Regions from separate parts of the Triticum aestivum genome. Here region 1 is linked to region 2. The links are chromatin contacts, called in public Hi-C maps. All regions are on one chromosome and are shown on one strand. Each heading gives the region's core, a stretch centred on a gene start, on an enhancer-like site or on the middle of the called end of the contact. The rest is flanking DNA. Distances are from core to core; before and after follow the strand shown. Region 1 holds the start of LOC123145447 (PLAT domain-containing protein 3). Region 2 holds the start of LOC123141789 (G-type lectin S-receptor-like serine/threonine-protein kinase At1g34300).

Region 1 (6,639 bases), core at 1,909-4,408, 180 kb after region 2:
GGGGCTAGGCGGGGAGACCTTTATTCCATCTTCAGGGAGCCGCCGCCGTCTCGCCTTTCTGAGTAGGACATAAACCCTAACAAAGCTAAAAAAAAGATCTAAAAGCGGAGCCCTCCCACCGGCAAGGGCCGAGATCCACTCCGTCTCCATGGCCCTAAGGCCACCAGAGACGGGACGGACCGGTGCCAGCGGGAGGCAGAGAACCCTAGATCTTGGGCCGCTGCGTTTGCTGAGACGCGCCCTCCTCCTCCGCCCGGGGTTGAAGGTAACGCACTCGTCACCCAAACAATGAAGGAAAGCTTTTTTCGAAGAACAGTTGTGCTTCTAAAAAAACATAGTTTGTGCTTTCATGAGTGTGCTTTTCAAAAAGGGGAAAACATAATTGTGCATTCCAAATAAGGGAAAAGCACAATCTATCTTCTACAGAAAGCACATCTAGTGCTTCCCCGAAAAAAAAGAAAAACACAGCATGTGCTTTCAAAAAGAAGTGAAAACCGGAATCATCCTTTCAGGTTATGATTTCTTTCTTGTGGTTTTTATTCGTTTTTCTGGTTTTTTTATTCCAATTTCTCTTAAAAAAGATAGTTCAAACATATAAATTATTTTGAACAAAAAATCTATGAAAAAAGAGAAAACTCCTATATTGCGACAAAGTGGTGCACATGCTGCATGCCACTTGTCAGGAGCAGAGAAGGTGGGTAATGGCCTTTGCAAGGACGAACCCTTAAGTAGTGATTTTGCTATTATACGCGTCACGCGGTAGAAAGCGAGCAATTGCGCACCCCTCTACTCGTCAGAGCTCTTTGGGTCGGCCCATGTGCGGATCGGGGCGGCCGTTTTTTCATCTTATTGTTTTTATTTATTTATCCTCTTTTAATATAAAAAATGTTCATGAATCCCGAATTCAGAAAAAAAGTTTGGTATTTCAATAGAAGTAATGAAATTCGAAAAATGTTTACAAATTCCAAATTCAACTAATTAGTCAGGATTTCAGAAAAACTTATGAAAATAAAAATGTTTGCAAATCACAAATTAAAAAAAATGTTTGGGATTTCAAAAAATGAAATTAATTTTTTCCATGATTTTTAAAAATGTTCTCGAAATTCAAAATTTCTGAAAAACTGTCTAGGATTTCAAAAAATATTCCTAAATTTCACCAATTTGAAGAAATGATCCTGTTTTTTGTAACATGCTCATGAATTTGAAAATATGATCTTGGATTTATGAAAAATGTTCACGAACTTGAGAAATATTCATGGTTTCAAAATATATTCCTTGAGGTAAAAAATGTTCACAGACTTGCAAAACGTTCTCAAAGTTTAGAAAACATTAATGAACTTTAAAGCTGTTCCCATATTTCAAAAAAATCACGAATTTAAAATTTTATTTCCATATTTCCGAAAATTTTAATGAAAATGTAAAGAGCAAAAAAAATAAAGGAAAGAAGAAGAGAAAACCGAAAAAAATAATGAAAAGAGTAAAAAAAAGGGTTTTGGAGAAATAGAGAAGATACGAAATGGGCCAGCCCAGTACTGCAGGCGTGAAAGCTCGTTTAGTCGCTATCCCCCGACCTGCGCGGGGAATAGGATCCGACGACATCTAGCTCTACGGACGGACGGTGAGTCCGATTTGCGGCACGGCATTGGAGATGCCCTCAGTCATTTCTCCCTTTTTCATCGTATATAGAACATCTTCGCAGAGAATCCTCTGGGAAAAATCTTATTTGACAAAAAACAGGTTGAGTGGGCGTTAGTCGGCAGATACCCAGAAATATTTCCTCTAAATTATAATCACCCGTTGTTTATAAATTGCTCGCTGAATGCTGATTCCACTCTAATGTTTTAATTTTGATGAGCCGCGCGCCCTGAAAGCGTCGAGAAATCATCAACCACCGTGGCACGCACGTCGTGTGCAGGTGCATTGACATTCTAGCTCGAGCTACTATCCGCGCGGGAGCCGGACACCACGAGTAGGCTACGCTGCTGCACCACGGACGCCGTCTGCCGGTGGCTAGAGCTTGGAACTGAATCTACAGTCATGCACCGGCCAGCAGAGAGAAGACATGTTACTGATGTAGGAGTGCATGAAAACATGGACAAGATCCACACAAATGGAGATGCCATATCGACATCATCAACGTACAAAACAGCCACCGCAACTAATCACAACTCTCACTAATGGCACACAGTACAAATCAGGTCCCGATTATTTCGCCACCACCAGCAGCACGAACTCATCTAGTAGTACATCTCCGCGTCCGGCGCGGCGCACGCGGATCACGGGGCCGGCACGAACGGCCCCGCAGCTTATTGCTACCAACCACACACGATGACGAAGAGGCCGGCGTACAGCTTACTCGATCTTACTCCTCGGCGGCGGTGCCATCGGCGGGGCAGCGGTCGACGACGGCCTCGAGCTTGTAGGGCGCGGCGTCGGTGGCGAGCCACTGCTCGACGGTGAAGAGCTGCTGGGCGCAGCCGCGGTGCGGGCCGGTGACGGTGACCTCCACGTAGTTGCAGTACCAGCCGTGGTGCGCGCCGGTGCCGTCGGAGGACACCCTCATGCGGCAGGGCGCGCCGGCCATGCACGGCCCGCGCCCGCTGAAGATGTCCAGGTTGCCGCGCTCGAAGTAGGAGTGGCCCCCCCACATGAGCCCGCCCCACGACGGCAGGTCCGCGATCGCCACGCCGTCGGCGTTGCCCGCCGTGTAGAGCTCCAGCGTGATGTTGGCGTCCGTCCCGGCCTTCCAGATCGACCCCGTGCGCACGTACACCGTGTACACGCACTCCTGGCTGTCGCCGCCCACCGCGCCACCGCCCTTGGTCAGCTGCGGATCCGTCGAAGCCGGCAAGGTAAACGCGATGAGTACACGAGCAGAGCAATAATCATGTCGCGAGGAGAGGAGAGGGAGGACGGTGAGTCACCTTGATCTGGGTCGGGAGATCGCGGCCATGCGCCAGCGCGGCGGCGGAGACGGCGACGGCGAAGGCGAGGAGGAGGGCGGCGAGCCGAGCCATGGCTGACGGGTCGGAGCGCGATCGAGCTTGGTGTCTTCAGATGCGGAGATTGCTGGGGGGGAGTGGATGGTATAAAATGGAAGTGGGTGATGAGGCCGCGTGGGGCCTTGGCTGTCACCGTGCCACCGTGGCGTCGATCCGATCCGGAAAGCTTTTAAAAACTGTGCAGTTTTGTCCCTGCTCGTCTGAATTAATCCTGCATTATTCAATGGACGCATCATGGCCGACAGAGGACAGACAGGGCCGCGCCACCCGCCCCGCTCCCTCCACAGTTGCTCGTTCCAAATATCTTCATACTAATACTAGTAGTACGATACGAACACTGAGTTCGAAAGAAAAGATCGTCAAGCAATGAAACAACCTAGGATCCGATCGCAATGACAGAAGGTCTAAGCTTAAGATGATCTATACATCGTGGAATTTGAAGCAGTTAGAGCAACTTCAATGGGGCGACCCAAACGGACGGCGATTTCGTCCGTTTTTTGTCCGTTTGGGTCGGCCGCCCGTTCGACGTCCGACCTCTTTTAGATTTGAGTCGGCAGGGCACCCAATGCGCCGGCCCATTTTATGTCCGCGCGCAATTTTTTTAGAAAAAAGGCCCACGGCCATAGATCATGCCAGTGGCCATGTCGTCGCCCTGGTTTTGGTGCTCCAGCGTGCGGGAAAGGATCGCGCGCGGGAAAAAATCGGCCTAGCGCGCTGGTTTTGGCGCACCGCGTCCGGCGCGCGTTATTAAGAAGGCGTTCCCTCCACACTCTGTCGGCCGCCCACTCGCTTCGCCGCCTCGCCGCCTCTGCGCCACCATGTCGATGCGCCGCCTGGGCGCTTCGGATTTTCGCAGAGTCCGCGAGCGCCGCTTCGGCGCCTTCTCCTTCGAAATCTGGTTTGGTGAAAAACGCCTCAGTCTCGGCACCTTCGACACCGCAGAGGAGGCGGCCCGCGCGTACGACGCGGCGGCGTGGCGCCTCCGACGGCCTCGTCGGGAGATGAATTTTCCCGACGCGTCGACGAGCCAGCGGGCGCAGGATCTTGCACCTCTCCCGCGGCTTTTCACCGACGAGGATCGTCGTGACAACCGGAGGCGGCAGCGTCGCCTCGCCATCGCCGAGATGGATGTGGAAGCCATGGCGGTGTGGCGCGAACGCTTCCCGCAGGACATCGTCAACGAGCGCCAGTTCTACAAGCAACGGAGGACGGAGGGCGAGGCAAGGAGGACGGAGCGAGCCGCCTATCGGGAGAACAAGCGTGCGCGGAAGCAGGCCGCTCAATTGAAAATGGAGCTAGGAGAAGCGTCGTCCTGGGACTCCGAGGACGAGCGGTATGCTGATGCCTACATTCAGACGTCGGAGAAGGACATTACCGAGTCAGAGTCGGAAAACGACGAGTAGTTAATCTTTTCTTTTAACAGTCTATGCTATGAACTATCTATGTATCCTTAAATTATCCGGCCACCCCAACGAGTAGTTCATCTTTCTTTTAACAGTTGATCCTTGGTACTATCTATGTTGAATTGGCAGGCGGCGTCGGCGACGAAGGAGGCGGGCGAGGGGCGATGTTGGATGGGGAGAGGGCAATGTGCCACCGACCAGCGGGACCGGGAAGAGGAGAGGGCGAGCGCGCGCGTCCGTCTCGTGTCCGCGCCGACGCAAATCCGGCTAAAAATGGGCCGGGAATGGGTCGCCCACGGACGAAAAGCGGACACGTGTTTGAGTCGGCGCGTTGGACCGCTTTTTGTGTCCGCGCCGACCCAAACGGATGGCGGAAGACGAAATGGATCGCCCATTAGAGTTGCTCTTATAGTAGTACTAGTAACAAATATGAGGGACACCTCTCAAACAAAACCAAATAAAGACATGAGCATTGAAGACCATGAACGTGTCCCAAGGGAATCCCAGAAGACAAGGCCCTGGTAAACGGCACGGCACAGGGTACTAATAATACGATCCCCATCGCGGCAGGACCGGATCTGTTCTTCCCCGTGCGTGGGTTGCTCTCATGTTGGCCATGTTATGCCACATGCCGCCACATTACTAGACCCACCTCGCATTTAACATCTCCAGATTTGCTAAAACAACCTATCCCTCCCCTTGATCAAATGCATAATTGGATCAACACTGCAGGCTTCTATGATTAGCAAGAATCCAATGAGAATTTTGGACTATGAGCTAAGATTTCCATGTCCCCTAATTACAGCATGAAGCACAACCAGTTCAGTATTCAGGGCTTCTGTAGTTCGGATGCTTCCTGGGAATTATGCCGAGATTTCGCACAAGACACAGTTCAGTTACGGGTAGATTCAGGAAAATGTCCCGTGAAGCAAAAGATGGCCCGAGTAATTTACTTAAACCTGACTTCGCTGGAAACATTTTATCAAACCAATCCGAGTGTGGCAGACAACTGCAAATACAAGAAACAAACCTTGGGACCAGCCGGGCCGCAGTGATACGAGCTTACCCAGGCAACAATACTGGATTCTACCTAGTGTACAGTTACAGACTAAGTGCACCAGCACTCCTGGTGACACCAATCAGTCAAATTGTTGGCGCAGGGCCATCTCAGTTTCGCTCTTCCACGATGCATGTGACGATTGCCCTCTCATCCTCTTCACTTTCTCCTTGTCTTTTACAGCAGAACCCTTCTTCTTCTCTGGCTCTTTAGCCTGCACCGGTCTGTCGTTGCAAACAGGGCATACCATTCCTTGCGCATGTGAATAGGTCTTTGGTATACCACACTGGAGGCACATTCTACAAATCGAAGAGAAAAAAACACAGTGAGGAGTCCTGTATAAGGCATATACCAGGAATGACAACAGATCGTATAAACAATTCAGCCATATATGTGCTTTTGTTCAGTTATTTCGTAGTTGTATTAGTGAAACAAAGTGGCCATCTGTTACCTTAGAAGCTCGGCAGCATCTTCTGGACCAGGATTTGCAGCGCCTATTTTCCTCTTTCCTTCAACAGAACCTGGAGGGTTGGCACCATTCTTCATGTCACTGCTAACTCGTTCGTGACCAGCAACCAACTGTGGTTTCGCCGACACAACCGCAACTGGAGACAGTTTTGTAGTCAGATTAGCCAAGAGATAATGAATTTGAAGTAGAATAATTAGCATGAGCAGAAGTGCAGAACTAAGACTTTTATCACATGTTAGCACATATGATAATATCTGCTTTACCATCTATCGCATACTCAAGCATATTAACAAGCTATTCCGCCAATAAGTAATTTTGCTAATCCTATTTAGAAAGGGAAAGTTATATCCATTCGACGAACATCCAACAGAACCTGGAGGATTGGCACCATTCTTCACGTCACTGCTAACTCGTTCACGGATGGCAACCATCTGTGGCTTCGCCGCCACAACCGCACCTGAACATAGTTTTTAGTAAGATTAGCCAGGAGCCAGCTTGGATTTGAAATATAATAATTGCCATTAGTAAAACTAGGGATATTATCAGAAGCCAGCACAGATGATAAGATCTGCTTTACTAGGCATCTCATATTCAAACATATTAACGAGCTATAAAATTATGTATCAAAATACAGATTCAATTCAAAAAGGCCAATTATATCCATTTGATGTACTCAAGCAGAGGATGGCGGGTTTTTGTGACCTATTT
Region 2 (7,206 bases), core at 2,501-5,000:
GCAAGAATAAGCATATAATAGTACAATTTTAAAATAAGAAAAAGGATCGGTTGCTTGAAACTCTAATACTAGTGGTGGTGTCACCTTAAGGAATCCACGAACAAAATAAAAATAACGAGAGAAAAATAATCTTTAAAAGGAATGAATTAGTGGAAATACCAATGATTTGGTAGTTTTCTAAATAAAAAATCAAATTAATGAAATTTTACAAGGAATAATGAATTAGTGTCATTGTTATACCCTTAAAGAAGAAGAAAAATGAAATAAAAAGAAAAAAAATCAAAAAAATAATGTATTATAAGGAAAATTAATTAGTGGCATTGGTATTACCCTTAGAGAGGAAAGAAAAAAATTAGAAACATTGGTATTTCCCTTTAAGAAGAAAGAAAATAAAAACGAAAACCAAATCAAAATAATGAAATTTCTAATAAAATTGAAATAGTGGTAATACCGATGAATAAGTAGTTTCTAAGAAGGAATGAATTTGTGGTGTTATATTACACTTAAAAGGAAATAAAAATATATAAATCAAATAATGACACAATTTTCAAAAAAAAAATGCAAGGAAATTGTGATATTTTAAAATATGCAAGAATAAGCATATAATAGTGAAAGTTTCGGAAAGAAAAGTTTTTTGAAAGGAATTAATTAGTGGCATTGTTATTACCCTTAATGAAGAAAGAAAATAAAATAAAATTTAAATCAAAATCAAAATATGAATTTTACAAGAAAGACGAATTAGCGGCATTGGTATTACCCCTAAAATAAAGAAAATGAAATAAAAACTAAAAAAAGTATTATAAGGAAGAATGAATTAATGGCGTTGGTATTACCCTTGAAAAAAGAAAAAAAGGAACTAGAACAAAATCAAATAATAAAATTCTTTAAGGAAGAATGAATTAGTGGTATTGGTATTATCCTTTAAGAAGAAAGAACATGAAATAAAAAGGAAAAAAATCAAAATAATGAAGTTTTGTAAGAAAGAAGGAATTAGTGGCATTGGTAGCCTTTAAGAAGAAGATAATTGAAAATAATTGAAACAAATATTGAAAAAAATTGTGTGTTTCCATCATATGGAAGAATAAACATATAATACTGGAATTTTCGCAAAAAAAAAGTTGTCTAAGAAGCAGCGAGTTAGTGGCATTAGCATTTACCCTTAAGAAGAAATAAAATAAAGTTAAAACAAAACAAAATCAAAATCAAAATAATGAAGTTTTGTAAGAAAGAATGAATTACTTGCTATGGTATTAACCTTTGAGAAGAAAGAATGAAAAGCACAAAACAAATAGTGACACAATTTTCTTGGCTAGCATGCATTGTTTAAAACAGAAGCTTGGTCAAAAAAATGTATGAAATACATGTCTTCATATACAATCTTGAGATATCTGGTTCAGTCACAGTAGAGTAACGTTGCTACTTGAAAAGCCTAGAGATATTCATACATCACAAATATTGCACATTCTATTGCATTGTCCATTTGAGATTTCTCCAAATTTACGCATGGGCCATGTTAAAATTTTCATCACTTTGGTGCTGCAGATCGCATCCAGCCTAGAGATATTCATACATCACGATTTTGTCCTAGATCAAGGTTGTTGCAGCAGTACAGAGATGACAAGGGAACATAGATGAATTGGGTACAAATTGGGGCATGGGGAGGTCAATTCGGTTGATTTAGTTGCATTGCAAGGTCTGTTTTGCAAATATACCAGCGGGTCATCTCACAGCCAGATCTTGTCCCTCTCTTTTGCATCCAACGGCCCATGTGCAATTGGTGCATCTGGTGCATGAGTTCGCTCGTTGCACGAGATACGTTCTCAGAGAAAGCAAGTGGGGGCTAGACCGCATCGTCTTGGGGTACTGCGAGTTCTCGGGGTAACCAAAAAATACGACAACCACGAGGGGCGGCGCTAAGACATGACTAGGTAGGGAGACATAGAAGAGAGGGGTAAACATGGTTCATGCATGCTTAGCATTTGCATGAGAGCGCAGAGATGAAACCTCCATTGTAGGCAGCAGATGACAACAAAGCAGACGATGTTTTGCGACACATGTGTGTTGTGAATTACTCCCTCCTTAAAAGGGTTTATATTTAGAAATGGAGGGAGTACAAATTTTACAATAACGTTTAACCAATGCCTATGCTCTACGTCTATTGTTCCAAGGAAAAGGTTTCCTTGGGCTTACGATCGAGTCAACTGTAGAGCATCCCATAGCTTAAACGATCTCGTCGCTACCACGAGGAACACCATTTGCCGAGGTCGACACTGAGTTCACGGTGCTCGTCCCCGTGGTCCACAGGTTCGCCGCCGCCGGCGTTGCCATGAGATGCTGGAACGGGTTCGCGGGCGGAGCAATGTCCATCTCGCCCTCGAGCATCTTCACCACCACACCCATCGGCGGCCTCGCCTCCGGCTGCTGCTGCACACACCAGAACGCCACCTCGCACATCCTATGCGCTGCCTTCTTGTCTTCCTCGCACGCGCCGTCACAACTCGCCACGACTTCCATTAGCTCGCCGCTCTCGTACTTCGTCCACGCCAGCTTTGGGAACCACTGCTGGCTCTCCGGCGCGGCCTCGTCGAAGTTCCTCCTCCGGCCGAGGATCTCGAACAAGAGGATGCCGAAGCTGTAGACGTCGCACTTCTCGGTGGCGCCGGCCTGCATCCACATCTCCGGCGCGGCGTACCCGGGCGTGCCGCGCATCCCAGAGACGGTCTTGTGCGTGTCCGCCCGGTTCAGCAGCTGCGCGAGGCCGAAGTCGGCCACTTTGGGCGTGAGGCCGCCGTCGAGGAGGACGTTGCCGGGCTTGATGTCGTAGTGCACGATCTTCTGCTGGCACTCCTCGTGGAGGTACCGGAGCCCCCTGGCGACGCCGACGGCGATGGCGCGCAATGTCTGGAAGCCGACGTAGCGGCTCCGGTCGAAGAGGTACGAGTCGAGCGCGCCGTGCTCCATGTACTCGTACACCAGCGCGCGCACGCCGGCGTCGTAGCAGAAGCCGAACAGCCTGACCAGGTTGATGTGATGCGTCCTCCCGATGGTGCCCACCTCCGCCATGAACTGCTCCTGCGAGGTCCTGTCGTCGTGGCCGGGGTGGAGGCGCTTCACGGCGACCATGAGGCCGTTGGGAAGCATGCCCTTGTAGACTGCGCCGAAGCCGCCGGCGCCGAGCCGGGCGGAGTAGTTGTTGGTGAAGCCCGAGAGCTGCTGCGGAGTGAACCGGATGGGCTTCTTGCCGGCGATCTCCTTGAGGAACCGCTCGACGGTGGCGTCCCGTATCTGGGAGTCCGGCACCACAGCGTACAGCGTCGTGCTCCCCGCCGGCGCGGGGCTGGTGGTGTTGATGTTGATGGCCGGGAGGCCGTTCTTCTTGACGCACCTGTACACGAAGTAGACTATGGCGACGGATCCCAGGATGCTCAGCACCGAAACAACTGCATGAATGAGATGCAAAAATCGGAGTTAGACACACATCATCTTGGATTATTGTTCAGTGTTAGATCTGTTGGGAGCGCACCGACGATGATGGTAAGGAATGAGTTGGTGGTTCTGGAGACTTGTTTGTTAAAATCGTCGCCGAATGATGGTGGTGCGTTGTCAGTGGGGAACGGGAAGGGGGTGGTAGACATGCTGATGACTTGGTTTGCTCGTCTGGGAGAAGAAGAAATGGGTTCTACAATGGAAGGTTAAGCAAGGACGATTCTGCAGCTTTACATGCGGTCTGGGCTGAAATAGGAGATCCTTGGTCATGATCGACATAGAAGCGGCCACTGTTTTTGTTTTGTTTTCAAGTACTACTAGCACGCCACCCATTCAACACGGCGAAGATCCTTGGAAAGAACGTAAACGCGTGAAGAAAATCCGTGTCAAACTTTTGCTGCGAACGGTCAGCTCGATCGGACGCCAATCATGTCATTGCAGCTGCAGATTCCGTCCAAGAAATTTGGAACAGTGAAGGTCAAGATGACGCAGCAAAACCCTCACTCTTTCTTATCCTCAGGTGTTTGAAGAATTGGTCAAGACAGATAGAGTTCAGCCAAGCGAAGTTTAATTTTCTTTTTCTTTTACCATGCAAAAGCTTTGCGTGTCGATGTATTAGAAGAAGAAGAAGAAGAAGAAGAAAGAGCAATTACAGACTATCTGGCGGCTTGCCGCGGTTACAAAGGACAACACGGTGACCGTGGACGGGCTACCGCAACACCCGCAAAACAACGCCTTACCATGCTCGTGGATCGTATCTCCAGGTTTCTGCCAAAGTCTACACTGGAATGCAGCCGCGTTGGCTAAACCGAAGGTCAAACACTCAAACTATATACCAAGATAAGCAAACAATATGCTAATAATGCAAGTGATAAGCGACAAAGACCCCTATTAAAGGTGAACAGTTTGGGAAGAGCTCGATGAGGCCATGGAAGGCGTCGGGCTTTGGGTCACCGGAGGAAGACGATTTAGGGATCGCCGAAAGAAGACGATTTGCCGATTTAGATTTAGGAATTCGAGTGATCGAGGGAGGTGGAGAATGCACGTGGTGTAAAATTTGATGAGGTCGAGGATCCGGGCAAAACTAAAGACGAAACACCAAAAATCACACGTCGGGTTTTTAGAATTTCAGTTTCTAAAAAAAAGATTTTTAGAATTTTAGAGTGAACGGCTATTGGACGGTAGGATATTAGTCATGAATCTTGAAGCAGTATAAACGGCTACATTAGCGCACAAAGTCGGTCGTGAAGGATATTAGTCACCAACTCACCCGACGACGACCACATCCCTGGCGAGATGCTCCACCGCGCGCGCTCATCTGTGCATATTGTTTTTATGAATCAAATTTTTTGTAGAACTTTCCATCTGTAAAAAAATAGCATCATGGCGAATTGTGAAATAGTTTGTTCTACTAGCAAAATTTTGTTTTCATTAGACTATTTTCATATATTTTCCCTTTTTCCATCGTCTTATACAAAACAATGGCAATTTAGGTTCACACATAATAGCAATTCATATTTGTTAAGTTTTTCATTTCATGTTCCTAAGATATGACACATTTTAGTTTCTTGTGCATGTCATTTTTTAAATTCCATACACGTCACTTACATAAGGTAAGCTTACGTTAAAACATCTCCCGTCATGGCAACCTTGCACCGTTTGTGCGTTTTTGGTTTTGATCTACGTCATGCCAATTTTTCTACAAGTTTAGTCTTTCTACAGTTCCATGCAAATTTTACTATGCACGATTTTTGTCGTATTGTAATAGACGTCAGCATTTTTTTTGTATATAACATGGCCATTATTGTACACTGCATGTTAATGTTAATACTTATTGCATATGCCATAAAGTTTCTGTTTTTTTGTATATACAATTTTGTTTTTGGACAACTTCGACACTTTTTTATTTTTTGTGCAAAGAGAATTCTGTTGGGCCAGGAGGCCTAGCTAAGGACCCGCGTGACGTCCTGTTCATGCGGGGGGTTTGCTGAATCGAACGAAATCGTTCGCGGGGGGCAGGGGGGTGTCAGTGGCAACGAACCTTCCATTTTTATTTGCTGCACCCCACCCTCACCTCAGATATGACGTCTCCCCATAGTTGGGTCCAAAGAAGGAAACAAAAGAATCTAGCACTCTAATGTATGCAGAAGTGCTAGTGTGGCTATCGTTCATGTCCATGTGTGCTAGATTGATTACGAGGAGCACAAACCAAACATCAACGATGAGAGAAGTATAGAAATCACCCTCAATCTCCACGGCACACATGAGTCCACGACACGTGGTCAACATCACAATCCGTGGTCAAAAGCACCAATATTTTTACATGTCAACTGCAAAACCACTCAAGGGAATCATTTATATGGCTTTGAAGATTTGAGTGTAAATAATACTCCCTTCGATTCATATTAATTGACGCTGCTTTAATATTGGAGGGAGCAACAAAATTGAGTTCAAGGGTTATGCCACTATTCAGGTAGATTTAAGTGCGGTTTCTATATTTCTTTCACCAAATATTAGAAACTGAAATGAGGCCCAGGCCCAGGCACTCCATCTTTGCTGCACTAGTAATAATCAAACGAGGAGGCATCAGTATGCGCCAGGGCTATGTCTCACCTATACCATTCCTATTAGGGAATCGCCTACACGCTGACTACTACGGGCCGACTCTTTAGCTGTGTCGTTCGATGCATTCCATACATTCAGTTCGTTTTCTTTTTCTTTTTCTTTGTTATGTTCTCAGTTTTCTTTGGGGTTTTTTCTTTATTCTTTGGTTTTCTTTCTTTCTTGGGTTTTCAGTTTTTTTCGTTTCTTCGCTTTTTTTGTTTCTTTTGTTGGTTTTTGTTTTTATAACACACTAGCAAACATGCACGTGTGCTGTCACGGGAGAAAAAGATCACGCCTTATACACATACACGATGACATCAACAAATCGTCAAAATCTTTTACGATGCCACATAACAAACAACATGATAAGTGGTGTTGCTCAAAACATAAAGGTGGGATGATTTTTGTAGTGTACTCAAGTTGTTTCCAAAAAACTTTATGGGCACAATTTCAAATAATATGAAAATCAATGTTAAGCCATTTGTTTACATAAAGCTCGTATTAGCAGGTTAGTGTACATCATTGTATATAGGTTGGTTATTGTGCACTGTGTGAAATATAGGGTATGGTTATATAAGTATTGTAACCTTTAGCATATGGTAGCCTGTAGGAATCATCATCTCCTATGATGTCAATAATATCTTTCGTGAGAGCATGAAACTGTCGTATCTACTCAATTTAAATGGGGTCGGATATAATAAGCATTTCAGAAATACCCCTCTAAAGAACGTATTAACTAAGATTACACCCTAAATGTAATTTTATAAATAATTAACATGCAAGATAATAGCATATTTTAATCTACACATTTTTCTGAGGGATTTGTATATATAAAATGTTAGATTTGGAGTTAGGATTTGAAAGATAAATAATTTTAAAAAAATTGAATCTGCCAAAAAGAAAACAGAAAGGTTAAAAATAATTTGAATCGGCCAAAAAAGAAAAAAGAGAGTTCAAACAGAAAGTTGTTGGGCCAAGGTTGTAATATTGTGCAACCCGTGTACTAAGAATTCGGAAAAAAAAGAAAGAAAATAGAAAGAGGATAACCGAAAGAGAGTGGCAATGGAGCGGACGAGCTCGCTTGGTCCTGGATTCTGGACCAATGGCAGAAGGTCA

What was found. Hi-C and Micro-C count contacts between places; a contact is called where the count stands out from the background.
Region 1: a contact with region 2 is called in a Hi-C map of leaf, with 4 times the contacts expected there. The contact joins the promoter of LOC123145447 here to the promoter of LOC123141789 in region 2. A contact is called at or near these places in 2 of 5 Hi-C or Micro-C datasets (both in leaf).

What each region holds. Positions count from the first base shown.
Region 1 is chr6D:409,736,026-409,742,664 of IWGSC CS RefSeq v2.1, forward strand. It overlaps LOC123145447 (PLAT domain-containing protein 3), which reads right to left and starts at 3,159. Exons shown (of 2, transcript XM_044564860.1): 1 at 2,925-3,159; 2 at 2,053-2,827. The coding sequence starts at 3,017. The coding sequence ends at 2,363. LOC123145448 reads right to left here. Exons shown (of 4, transcript XM_044564861.1): 2 at 6,305-6,388; 3 at 5,914-6,067; 4 at 5,354-5,761. The coding sequence ends at 5,545.
Region 2 is chr6D:409,556,012-409,563,217 of IWGSC CS RefSeq v2.1, forward strand. LOC123141789 (G-type lectin S-receptor-like serine/threonine-protein kinase At1g34300) reads right to left here and starts at 3,751. Exons shown (of 2, transcript XM_044560864.1): 1 at 3,524-3,751; 2 at 2,060-3,440. The coding sequence starts at 3,635. The coding sequence ends at 2,221.